Regions from separate parts of the Pan troglodytes genome. Here region 2 is linked to region 1. Evidence: chromatin contacts called from public Hi-C data. All regions are on one chromosome and are shown on one strand. Each heading gives the region's core, a stretch centred on a gene start, on an enhancer-like site or on the middle of the called end of the contact. The rest is flanking DNA. Distances are from core to core; before and after follow the strand shown.

Region 1 (5,982 bases), core at 2,822-5,321:
CTCATCTATAAGGTACACCTGTACCTGTTTCAATGAGACTGATTTGTGGCAAAGCACCCAGCAACTGTAACCACTAGATGAATGCAATGGGGTGTTATCAGGCAAATGGGAATAAGAACAAGGATTACGAAACAGCTAGAATGGAAAGTATGCAAAGAGGAATTTGAAGAAAAAATTTAAATCTATGCTAGCTTTATTTGGTGTAGCAACACGTAAAAGCAATCCCTGTCCCCAGAGCTTCCTGTCTTCTAAAATAAGACTTTTGGGGGCATGAAATACACGAACTGGGGATACAGAGTTGAATGATGGTGATGGTGGAGTGAGCAGCTGGGTTCTCTTTGTTTTGTTTTGTTTTTTTAAACTGTCCAGGACCAGGTTGGTAAAAGGCCTTGAGCAGCATGGGGTGGGTGGGGCACGTGGAAAGGGGACCTAAAGAGAGAAGCAGGAACAGGCTACTGAAATCCAGAGACCCTTGCCTAGGCTGTTGAGCAAGTGGCTTTGCCCCTTGGGGTGATGGTTTGTCCCCCAGAACATGGGGAGTGACAATTTGTGGACCAGGCACAGTCTGGGGAGGGACTGATCAGAAGACAGGTTGGATTCCCTGGAACATTCCCAGGCAATGTTCTGAGCCCATCACAGTGCAGTCATTCCTAACACAAGGCTGGAAACAGGTCAGAAGTCAAGGTAGCCATTCTTGGGACAATCTTGGAAGTCAAGGAAGCCATTCTCGGGACAATCAGGGGCCTCAATAGGGCATTTTCTTTTTTCTGAAGAGCAAAAGATCCAGGTAGTCAAGATCCATCTCCCTAGAAGGATGGGGCAACTGTTACGTGGTCCTTCCACAGAAGCTAAACCCTGACCTTGCCTATAATAATATAAGTTGCTTGATTTTTGCAACTTACAAAACACATTCATATGTATCACTTCATTTCATACTCGGATCGGCCCCCTTAGGCATCTCTCACTGCTCTGAGGTATCAAACCTGGCTCAAGTGGCAGTGCTCAGACTTAAACTCAGAATCTGACCTCAAGTCCTCCCAGCTTCCTTCCCTTCCTGTTGCTACCTCTGATCTCTTCCCTTTGGTACTGCGGTGCTTCTCTCGCCTTTTCCTTGCTGTGGGCAAAAGGAACCCTCACCCGCGCCCTAAGAGCGTGTCTGCTCTTTTCACAGCAGTCCCACCACTGCAGAACTGTTCATCTTCAGCAACAATTCATCAAACATTAATTGAGTGTCTCCATGGCTCTGAGCTGGGCCCAGACACAAAGATGAATTATTCACAGACAGAGACCTGAAGCTGTGGGATGTGCTCCCCCTGCTCTCTCTCAAGCTGGGGCTTGGATCTGGACCCTTTGCCTCTAGACATCAGCCCCCTACCCCTAGCCCTTGTCTCAGCAACTGTTCCTGCCCGGTCTGCATTGGTGACCTCTTAGAATCAAGGGAAGGTGAGAAGAGACCAGAGGTTTGTTCCACCTTTCAGCCTGCTCCTATGTTCTTGTGAAAACGCAACAGATCGAAAGTGGAACTCTGGCCTCCTTTGCACGGGGCAGGAGGGTTGTAGTATTTAGAGGCAGGAGACCTGGGTTCCAGCCCCAGCTTTATGAATTCCCAGGCCTGGAGGGCAGCGCCATCTCCCCAGCTGAGATCTGGGTGGGAGCTGTCCAATTCCTGTGGCTGCAGCCTCAGCATCCCCAGGAAGCAGTTCTGAGATGAAAGTGGAGAATGGCATCAATTTCTTCATGCCCATGTTGCCTTTGTAGGGGCCTGTCTCCTGTGCAGCCCTGCCTTTCTGCCCTCAGGGTAGTGCCTGGACCCTGTGTTATGGGGGAGGCTCTCACTGCAGGGCTCTTTGGCCACAGAGCACTGCCCCACCAGCCTCCATTGCTTCTTTCCTTGGAGGGGACATGGCATAGGGGCTTCCTGCCCTGCCTGCCTCTCTCTGCTGCAGAAAGGAAGTCAGCGTCCCTGTCTTGCTCTTCATTTCCACTGGAGAATGCGAGGGTCCCTCCTGTGCATCTCCACACTCTTAGATCACTTGTTCCATAAAGTTCTGGTCCGCAGGGCTGCCACCTACTGCACTGTGTGCCCTGTGCTTGCCCGTGCTGCACTTCCCAAATCCTAGGCAAAGTGCCCAGTTGTTCAGCGTTCGATCAGAGATTAGCCTTGCTCCCCAGAGGACATGGGCACGGCCATAAACAAATCCTGGCACCAGGTTCTCAGTGGATGGCGAGCAACTGTGAGTTGTACCCAGAGTGGGGCAGGGGCAGGGAAAATGTCCCTGTGGAGAAGTTGACTGGCATCAGACCTGGGTGATGGCAGAAGCAGGAACTGGCAAAGAGCGAAGTGTGACAAGCGCTTCAGAATCAGGGTGTTCTGACCTCCCCACCTCACACACCTGCCCTGCCGAGGCGGGTGCATCTCTGCTTTCTCCACCTGTTTACCAATCCTTTCTCTTCCCCATGTCCCGGGTCCTCTTCCTGGAAAGTCTCTGGCTTCTCTCCCGTTACACTAGGATAGAGCCTAGTTCCAATTCTTGGTCCAAAGACAAAGTTTGGGTTGGCCCTCCCTTGCCTTGAATCCTGGTCTGCCTTATACCTGCCAGATATTTCTGTAACCCGGCAGGTGCTGGAAACCTTCTGCCAGCGTGTGAGACACATTTATGGCAATGTGAAGGGAGAGACACAAAATATAATCACCTCTCAGGGAGGAGGACACTCGTGTTGAGGGAAGCCTTTGTACGAACAGCGGGCAATGCTCAAGGTAGCCACATGTGACTCAAACTCTGCTCAGCTCATTCCCAAGTGTGATAGTGGGCAGGTGGCTCTGCCAACCTACGCCTGATTTCTTATCTCTAAAAAAGGACCTGCCTCACGAAGTTTGGTAAAGATTCCTGGCTGATGTATGCAAGCCACTCCCATGGCCCCGTGGCTCGCCTGCGTCACCTCAGCAGGTGGCAGCTGTAGCAACCACCAGCGTGGGGATGCCGGAGAAGACTTTTGGTGTTCCAGAGGCAGAAGCCAAGTTGTGTGAAACGCAGAAGAGGACAAGTGTCTGGTCATGACTGCACAGTGGGAAAGTATGAGATCAGAGTGTGTGCAGCTGTGGGGTCCTGGGTCCATTCATTCCCTCGTGAGCCATCTTATTAGGCCCCGTTACAGGCACTGTGTTTATTGCAGCGAACAAGACAGGTGCAGGCCTTCCCAACTGGGGTTTATGCTCCAGCAGGGGACGCAGGCCATAAACAAGTGGGTACGTCACGCAGTCTGATGACGAACCTTGATGACTGCTATGAAGATCTAACAGGGCAATGACCCAGGGAAGGCCCAGGGCTGGGAGAGCTCTTTTGGATGTGATGTTGGGAAAAGCCTCTTGGAGGTGATGTTGAGGCTGAGTCCCGAATGGAGGCAGCCCTGGTGTGGAAAGGAGCGTGGTATGTTCAAGGGCGGTCCACACCAGGCCTGCTCGGAAAGCTGCCACATTGACCATGGGCAAGGAGCTGATCCAACAGACTGCTCGGTTTTCTAAAACGGCAGGAAGCGTGTGGCACGTGAGAAAAGAGTCCTTAGAGGCAGATGGACCTGGATTTGATCCTGGCTCTGCCACCTGGAGCCCAGGACTTTGCTTCCTGAGCTCCTGCATCTTCATCTCAGAAGTTGGGGCTTAAGGCCTAAGGGAGTAACATGAGCAACACTCCTGGCTCCCTGCCTGGCGCATGCCCATTACCCCTGGGCTCAGGGAGGTGAGGCTGCCCGAGAGCCCTCTGGAAATGGCTGAGGAGCAACCAAGGTCAAGGCAGGGCTCGTCATCTGTCTGCTCCCTTGGAGTTGGAACCTAGACTGCAGGGTTCGGGTGTGGGGAGGCAGCAGGAGTGGAGATAAGTCTATTTGCAAGCCATTGAGTCTTGCCTTTCAATGAGACAAGAGGAATCCATTAGTTATCAGCCACTGCAGCTGCTTCTCAGGAAACTGCCTTACCAGGGACTTCCTGTTCATTTCTCAAAGGCCGTGGTGTGATGTGAGGAGGACCAATGAAGGGGCTTTTTCAGGCCCAGCCCTGGGCCCTGACTTTGGCAGCTCCTCCGGGCCTCTCCCAGGGCCTTGCTCATTTTGCATAGGCGGCTGAGGCTCTGGTGGGGACTGATCACCCCACCCAGAGCCAGCAAAGCTGGTCACCACTGCAACCCTGGGCTCCTCCCTGCCCGCACCCTGGGCCTCCTCCCTGCCTGCCCCCAGGGCCTCCTCCCTGCCTCCCCAGGGACTTCTCCCTGCCTCCCCAGGGCCCTGGAATAGCACATCTCTTTTCCCTGAAAATACTCTTGACCTGATCCTCTGCTACCATCCCTTTTCGGCTCGGCTAATGGGTCACAGGCATTTTTTAAGAAACCGTGGGCCCAGTTTTCTCCTGCACGAAGTGTTGCTTTGTCAGTCTGTTCTGGACACAAATAGAACAAAGACCAAGCAAAGGACTTGATGCCAGTGATGCAGTAAGGAGATGATGGGAGACTGGCAGTTACCCTTGGGAGATCCTTACGTGTGGGGGTGAAAAGATTTCCAGGAGTGGTTAGCACTTTCTCCACCTTCCCCCGACCCTTTTTTTTTTTTTTTTTGAGATGGAGTCTCGCTCTGTCGCCAGGCTGGAGTGCAGTGGCACCATCTCAGCTCACTGCAACCTTCCACCTCCCTGGCTAAAGCAATTCCCTGCCTCAACCTCCCAAGTAGCTGGGATTACGGGCGTGTGCCACCACACCTGGCTAATTTTTTTTTTTTTTTTTTTTTTGTATTTTTAGTAGAGACGGGGTTTCACCATGTTGGCCAGTCTGATCTCAAACTTCTGGCCTCAGGCAATCCGCCGCCTCGGCCTCCCAAAGTGCTGGGATTACCACACCCGGCCCCCTCTTCTTTTTAATTTTGAAATTTTCCCAACATCCTTAAATGTTGAAGGAACAAGCAAACACCTGTGTATCCTCAACCAAGATTCACTAGTCTTAACATTTTGCCACATTTGCGTTTTTCCTCTTTATATGTGTGCAGTTGCCTTTTGAAAATAAGCTGCGTCATTGTGTGATCACATCCCTAAGGTCTTCATCATTTCCGGAGAAAAAAGGAAGAGATGCTCTAACATCATCACAGTACCTTTGTCACATTTAAGAAAATTAATAGTAATTCCTTGATATGATCAAATATCTGGTCCATATTCATTTTTTCTCATTCAACTCCCGAAAAACCTGGTATAACTTATTTTTTCCTTCAAGTGAGAGCCTGTCACATTAAAGAATTGCAGGATGTTGTTTTGTTTGTTTGTTTTTTGAGTCAAAGTCTCACTCTGTCGCCCAGGCTGGAGTGCAGTGGTGCAATCTTGGCTCACTGCAACCTCCACCTCCTGGTTTCAAAGGATTCTCATGCCTCAGCCTCCTGAGCAGCTGGGATTACAGGCGTGCGCCGCTACACCTGGCTAATTTTTGTATTTTCAGTAGAGGTGGGATTTCACCATGTTGCCCAGGCCGATCTCAAACTCCTAACTTCAGGTGATCGCCCTGCCTCGGCTTCCCAAAGTGCTGGGATTACAGGCATGAGCCACTGTGCCCGGCCTGTTTGTTTTTTGAGACAGGGTCTCACTCTCTTGCCCAGGCTGGAGTGCAGTGGCACCATCATTGCTTATTGTATCTTCCTGCCTCAGCCTCCCGAGTAACTGGAGTTATTGGTGCAGGCCACCATGCCTGGCTAATTTTGTTTATTCTTAGTAGAGACAGGGGTCTTGCTATGTTACTCAGGCTGGTCTTGAACTCCTGGCCTCAAGTGATCCTCCTGCCTCTGCCTCCCAAAGTGCTGGGATTACAGGCATGAGCCCCTGCGACCAGTCAAGAGTTGCAGTTTTTATATCATTTTAGTCTCTTTTAATCTAGACCATGCTTCTGTACTTTTGTTTTTTCCACAAACTTGTATGTTTTTCCCCAGCTATATTGATTTTCCTGATTGTTTCTCATG
Region 2 (5,401 bases), core at 321-2,820, 35 kb after region 1:
GCCTGCAGAGAGCTGAGATCACACCACTGTACTCCAGCCTGGGCGACAGCGAGACTCCGTCTCAAAAAAAAAAAAAAAAAAAAAATTAGCTGGGCATGGTGGTGTGTGCCTGCAGTCCCAGCTACTCAGGAGGCTGAGACAGGAGAATTGCTTGAACCTGGGAGGCAGAGGTTGCAGTGAGCCAAGATCGCTCACTCCAGCCTAGCGACAGAGTGAGACTCTGTCTCAAATAAATAAATTAATTAATTAATTAAATTAAATAAAAAGGGGGCCGAAGAAGGCTCTGGAGGCTGATGATTCTTTTTGTGGCTCCCATGCCCATATATGCAATGGCTCATTCAGAACCCACAGGCTGTTGGGGGGCTGATATCATCCTAGCTCAGGGTCACCAGTTCATAGGCACAGAGATTGGATCCTAGGTCTGTCTGACCCCAGAGGCTGGGAAGAGTCTAAAACAACATGCCAGGGGCACTTGTACAGTTGGCCTCCCATGGACCCCCATGCTGCTCCGTCATCGTCTCTGGGCTGGCTTTCCTGGCAGGGCTGATCCTGGGAAAGTGTGCCAAGGAAGGGCCAAGAGGCACTGGCTAGTTAACACCTTGGGGCCTCCCCTTGGCTTTGTAGCTGCTCCCAGCAGGGCTGGGGAGGGCTCCTGAGTAGACCTCAGCCCCCGCCTGCTTCCCTGACCCCCGCTTTGCCTGGCCAAAATCCAGCCAGGTAGGGACAGCCAGCAGACTGGCTGGGGTACGTATGGCTCCCCAGTGGCCACAGGGTGTCCTGAGTAGGGCCTGGCATTACAGAAGCCCTGAGCGAGGTGGCCGACTCACCCCAGATTCACCAAGTGGCTCTGGGGAGTCCTTTGCCCTCCCTGGCCCTGTGGGCCATAGTCCACAGGGGCAGGCTAGAGGGGCCCCAAGGATGCCATTATCTCAACACCCGCTTACCCTAGGCCTTGCCCTCCTGGTGGACCCGCTGGCAGTGGCCTTCAAGGTTACAAGACCCTGGCAGGCACGGCTCCCACCCTCTGCCCTGTGCCTGTGACCCGCCTCCAGGATGGCGACCAGCCCAGGCCTCCCAACCCTACCAGTTGGAAATCCATGGGTCCATCACCCATAACAACCAGGGGGCTTGGAGTTGGGGATACTGGAGGCCAGATGGACGCTGGGGCTATGAGGGCACCAGGTAAATCTTGGCCTAGCCTCACCAGGCACTTGGAGCTTCTCTGACTTCCCCAGCCCCACCCAGCCCCGCCTTGCCCTTGAATACTTCCCTGGGTCAAGAAGCTGAGGACATTCATATCTGCTCTCTGCTTAAGCGCCCCCTCCTGTCCCTGTACTCAGCTGACCCCCTTGCCAACACACCCAGAATTGTGAGTTTCTAATCCCTATCCCCTGCCAAAGTCATGGTGCCCCAATATTCAAGGCCCTGAGCAATCAAACCCCAACACCTCCATCATGGGTGAAGAGGCTGAGCCCAGAGAGAGGACAGGACTGCAGCAGGCCACACAGCAGCAGGACCCTGCTCCTAACCCGCAGGCTCCTGGCCACCTCTCCTGCACAGAAAGGGCTGGTTCCCAGACCCTGCCCCCATCACGTCAAATGTCAGACAGCTCCCAGGAGGCCCAGCGGCTGGCTGGAGGAGTGGGGGCAGTGGAAGGCAGTTAGTCTCTGAGGAGGAGATAAGGGCAGGGTAGCTACGCAGATAAAAGGGTATCAGCTTTGTGGGTAGCGGGGACATCTGCAGCCCCATGTCTAAGCTGTGTGTGTGTGTGGGGCGGGGGAGGGTGCTGTGGCACCACAGGCAGATCCTCGGGGTGTCTGGCTGGACACTCCGAAGCCCTCGTGCCTACTCGGAGGGGAGAGGAAGCCTTTACCAAGCTGGACCAGGGCAGAGCTGGCAGCCACTGGGGCTGGGCTTGGGCTGCCATCAGGAGTGGCTGGCCATTGCTTGTGTGACACAGTGCCTTGGGCCCATCGGGACTCCTCAGCGAGCCGGGCTGCACCCTCCCCCGAGAGGTGTGCCCCTCTGGACAAAGAAGCTGCCTCTCAAAGAGTTCCTGTTCCAACATCTGAGAGGGAAATGGGGCGCGGTGGGGACGGCTTGCCCCAGGCTGAAACGCCACTGCCCTCGGGACTGGTTTTCCTTTTCTCAGCCGACTGGCTTCATGTGGCCAGTGCATACACGGAACAAGCAGCCCCCCAGCGTGCTGAGATTTCAGGATCACGTCCCCATCGTCCTCCACCATCACAAACACTTTGCTTTGGATTTTAAAGGCATTCAGGTCTTTCTTCTAAATCGTCCCATTCAAGAGCAAGTGTCCAAGAGAAAGAGTGACAGCAGCCAAGAGCTTGGAATAGGCCAAGCTCCCAGTAGTTGTGGTGGCTCATTGCCTGAGGACATAGTGTGGTGGGGGGAGGAACCTTGAGAAACCCATGGCCTGTCCCGTCACAAAAGAGTTTGTTGACCCCCTGCTCCCCTCCAGCTACTCCCAACACACCAGGCAGGGGCTGGCTCTTGGGCATCATCATTTCCAACATCTGCCTGGGCTGGGAGACCCGTAGCAAATGTTGATGATCAAAGGAACAAACCAACACTGCGGTTATGGTTTCCCTCGGGAGCTGTTTCTCCTCCGGGCCCACACCTGTTGTACAGACAATAAAAAAGGAACACGGTTTCTCAGAGGTTCAGAGGTTCCACCAAAGCCTCTTTCCTTTTACAAACCTGGCCCCTGTGCCCTAAGCCTTTGTTCTGAGACTAAGAGACCTACAGATGGAGAAGGGGGAGCTCAGCTCAGGACTGAGGGTGACCTGTTCCCAGGGGATCTAGCATGGGGGACAGTGGGACAAGAGCAAAGATTCCCCTGCCAGTGATGGGTCCCAGGTGGTCCGGAGAAACCTAGGAGTGGCTGCTGAGGGCGGGGCCTCCCAGGGGTCCGCAAAGCAAGTTACCAGGGACAGTAGGGAGCACGGCCCGCCCCACACTGGCGCAGATGCTCCGGGCGCCCCTGGGTGGCGCTGCAGGCTCGGCTGTCGTGGATCCTCGGTGTTAGCATCTCCCTGGCGAGCGCCTCGGAGCCAGCGCACAGCGATCTCTACCAGGGTGTGGACGGAGGGAATGCCATTCGGAGCCTGCGCTGGCTCAGGGCGCCCGCGTGGCACTAGGAGCCAACAGGATTTAAACAGGCGGTGACAGGAAGGGGGAGTCCCTGCAGAGGGAACAGCCTGTGCAGAGACCCTGAATGCAAGGCACGCCCTGGCCATGAGAAGCGTGTGTCTGAGGCAGGAAGTACCTTTCAAGGAGCATCCAATCTTACCCTCGGCTGAAAACTGAGGCTCAGGGAAGGCAAAAAAGAACTTGCCCTAGGTGACAGAGCAAATGGTCATCCTGGGGAACTGGGTTGTGTGCACAAAATTTGTGAATAAACTGAGCCTGCTGCTGTGCCCTTTGCTAAGAGCCTTTCTTCCATCACCCTAGGTACTGCTGCTCAGAGGGGTCAAGGAACTCCCCCAAGGTCACACAGCCTGCATCCTGGCAGAAACAGGACTTGCCCCCACCCCACCCCACCCCCAAGTCTGTCTGACTTGAGTGGATCCGGTGGGGCTGGGTGGCACCCGGAGGAGGGCAGGCATCTCACTCACAACCAAGCTGAAGGGGCTGCCACCCTCTGCTTCCCTGGCCCTACCAGGAGGCCTCTGCTGGCACTGCCCTGGGCCGGGAGGCCATAGGGAACTTTGGGCTGTCTGCTCCTGGGTCTGGGAGATTATGTGAGCCGAACAGGACCTCCCCAAGTGCTCTCCTGCCCCAGAAGTCAGGGTGAGGGAAGCAGGACCCAAACACCCTGTCTGTCATCCTCTCAGAAAACACACACCAGGGTCTCCCGGGCCAGGCTCTGGGCTGCCACCAGCCTCCAGCAGCAAATGACGTCAGTATTCCAGGTGCTGTCACAGACACCCTAGTCACAGGCTGGGCAGGGAAGGGGAGGAGCCCTGCGGGTCAGAGAGAACTTTCTAGAAGGGGAGCCCCTGGGAAGAGCCGCAAGAGTCCATGGGAATGTGCAGACGGCCCCTCCTCACAGAGAGGAAGCAGGTGTGAGACTACGGTGATCAGCTTTAGCACTGAGGAGCTTTCTGGCTGTCTCGGAAGGGAAGTTCATGGGCAGCAACACTCAGCGCCACCTTGTGTATGTGTGGAGTAGGGGGCGGGTTGATGGGGCAGTGGGGCTTCCCCTCCAGCTCCGTCCCACGGAGGATGGGCCTTGGAGGGGCTGAACAAAAATTGGCAGAATTTGCGCCTTTTCCACCTCCCAAAGAGAACCCAGTCCAGGCCAATGGAAGCCCAAAAAGTAGGGGGCAACCCCTGCAGCTGGTAGGGCGACCCCAGCTCCCACTCCAGAAAGGCCTCATAGAAATCCTCACTCAGCTTTCTTTTTCAAGCTGCCGACACTTCAGATGAAACCCTCAGCTCAGCTTGGAGCTGTCAGGCTGTGTGGATGCTGGGGACTGATTGGTCCAGCCAGATCTTCTTCCCAATTCTGGGTGCCCCAAGAGGCAACTCAAAGCCCTCCCCAGAACTGTCCGAAACCCACAGGCACAGTCCAGCCCACTGCCAGACAAGGAGCCTAAGACCCGACTCCAGGGACTCAGGGACAGGAATGGCCATGCCTCGGGGGTCCAGCCTATTCACTGCAGTAACTACAGACAAGCACCTGGTCCCAGGTGGGCTTGAGGGAGATCGACGTTGCCTCCTTGGGCCACCGGGCACAGGCTGCACCACCACCACTGGTGTGATGCCAGGTGTGGTGCTAAGATCAGCAGGTGGCCCGCGGCGCGGGGCCCTTTCAGGCCCCCCATCATGGAGGGCCGTGGGAGGCCAGTGCAGGTCAAGAGGCACAACCGTCTTTCCCAGTCCATGTCCAGGAGCGTCCGCAGACATGGCCCCCAGCCCTGGGTCCTCATCTGCTGGGCCCGCTCATCCCACCATGCAGAAGCGTCAAGTGACTTGAAGCCCAGCATGAATAGGAAGTGAATAGGCCCTCGGGCAGGTCCGAGTCCAGGCATCCCTGGGCTCCCAGGCCCAGGGCATCTAGAGCTGAAGGGAGCTCCTTAGCGCTCCCCCTCAACCCCGCCGCCGGCCCCAACACACACATTGATGGCCGAGGGCCTGAATGCTGTTGGGGAGTCTGGGCAGACCCCAGCTTCAAAACTCATGCAAATTCACCACTTCACTCCATAATACATCTGAATGTATTTTAATATAAAAATAACAGCTTTCCCCCAATTCTCGCTCTAGGAAAATGTGCTATGCTCACCTTCCCTCTACCCCTGTCCCATCAGGCCCAGAGCCGAGGCCATAGGGCTGCTGAATACACATGTGAGGGGGCCGAGGGGAAGACAACAGTACC

What was found. A called contact is a pair of places that touch in the nucleus more often than the background predicts.
Region 2: a Hi-C map of induced pluripotent stem cells shows a contact between it and region 1, with 1.7 times the contacts expected there. The contact joins two enhancer-like sites. A contact is called at or near these places in 3 of 7 Hi-C or Micro-C datasets (induced pluripotent stem cells and stem cell-derived neural progenitor cells) and 1 of 1 datasets of contacts at active chromatin or transcription factors (stem cell-derived excitatory neurons).

What each region holds. Positions count from the first base shown.
Region 1 is chr9:64,145,865-64,151,846 of NHGRI_mPanTro3-v2.0_pri, forward strand. The region is part of intron 1 of FADS2 (fatty acid desaturase 2); the gene reads left to right. Among named protein-coding and RNA genes, the nearest start is that of FADS2, 5.7 kb to the left of the region's middle. Within about 2 kb of position 4,072, at least 7 of the 24 cell types and tissues checked have an H3K27ac peak or open chromatin away from gene starts, as enhancers often do. A contact at or near this core is called in induced pluripotent stem cells and stem cell-derived neural progenitor cells, where this site is marked.
Region 2 is chr9:64,183,846-64,189,246 of NHGRI_mPanTro3-v2.0_pri, forward strand. FADS3 (fatty acid desaturase 3) reads right to left here. Exons shown (of 12, transcript XM_054662333.1): 12 at 5,233-5,401. Among named protein-coding and RNA genes, the nearest start is that of FADS3, 21 kb to the right of the region's middle. Within about 2 kb of position 1,571, at least 5 of the 24 cell types and tissues checked have an H3K27ac peak or open chromatin away from gene starts, as enhancers often do. A contact at or near this core is called in induced pluripotent stem cells and stem cell-derived neural progenitor cells, where this site is marked.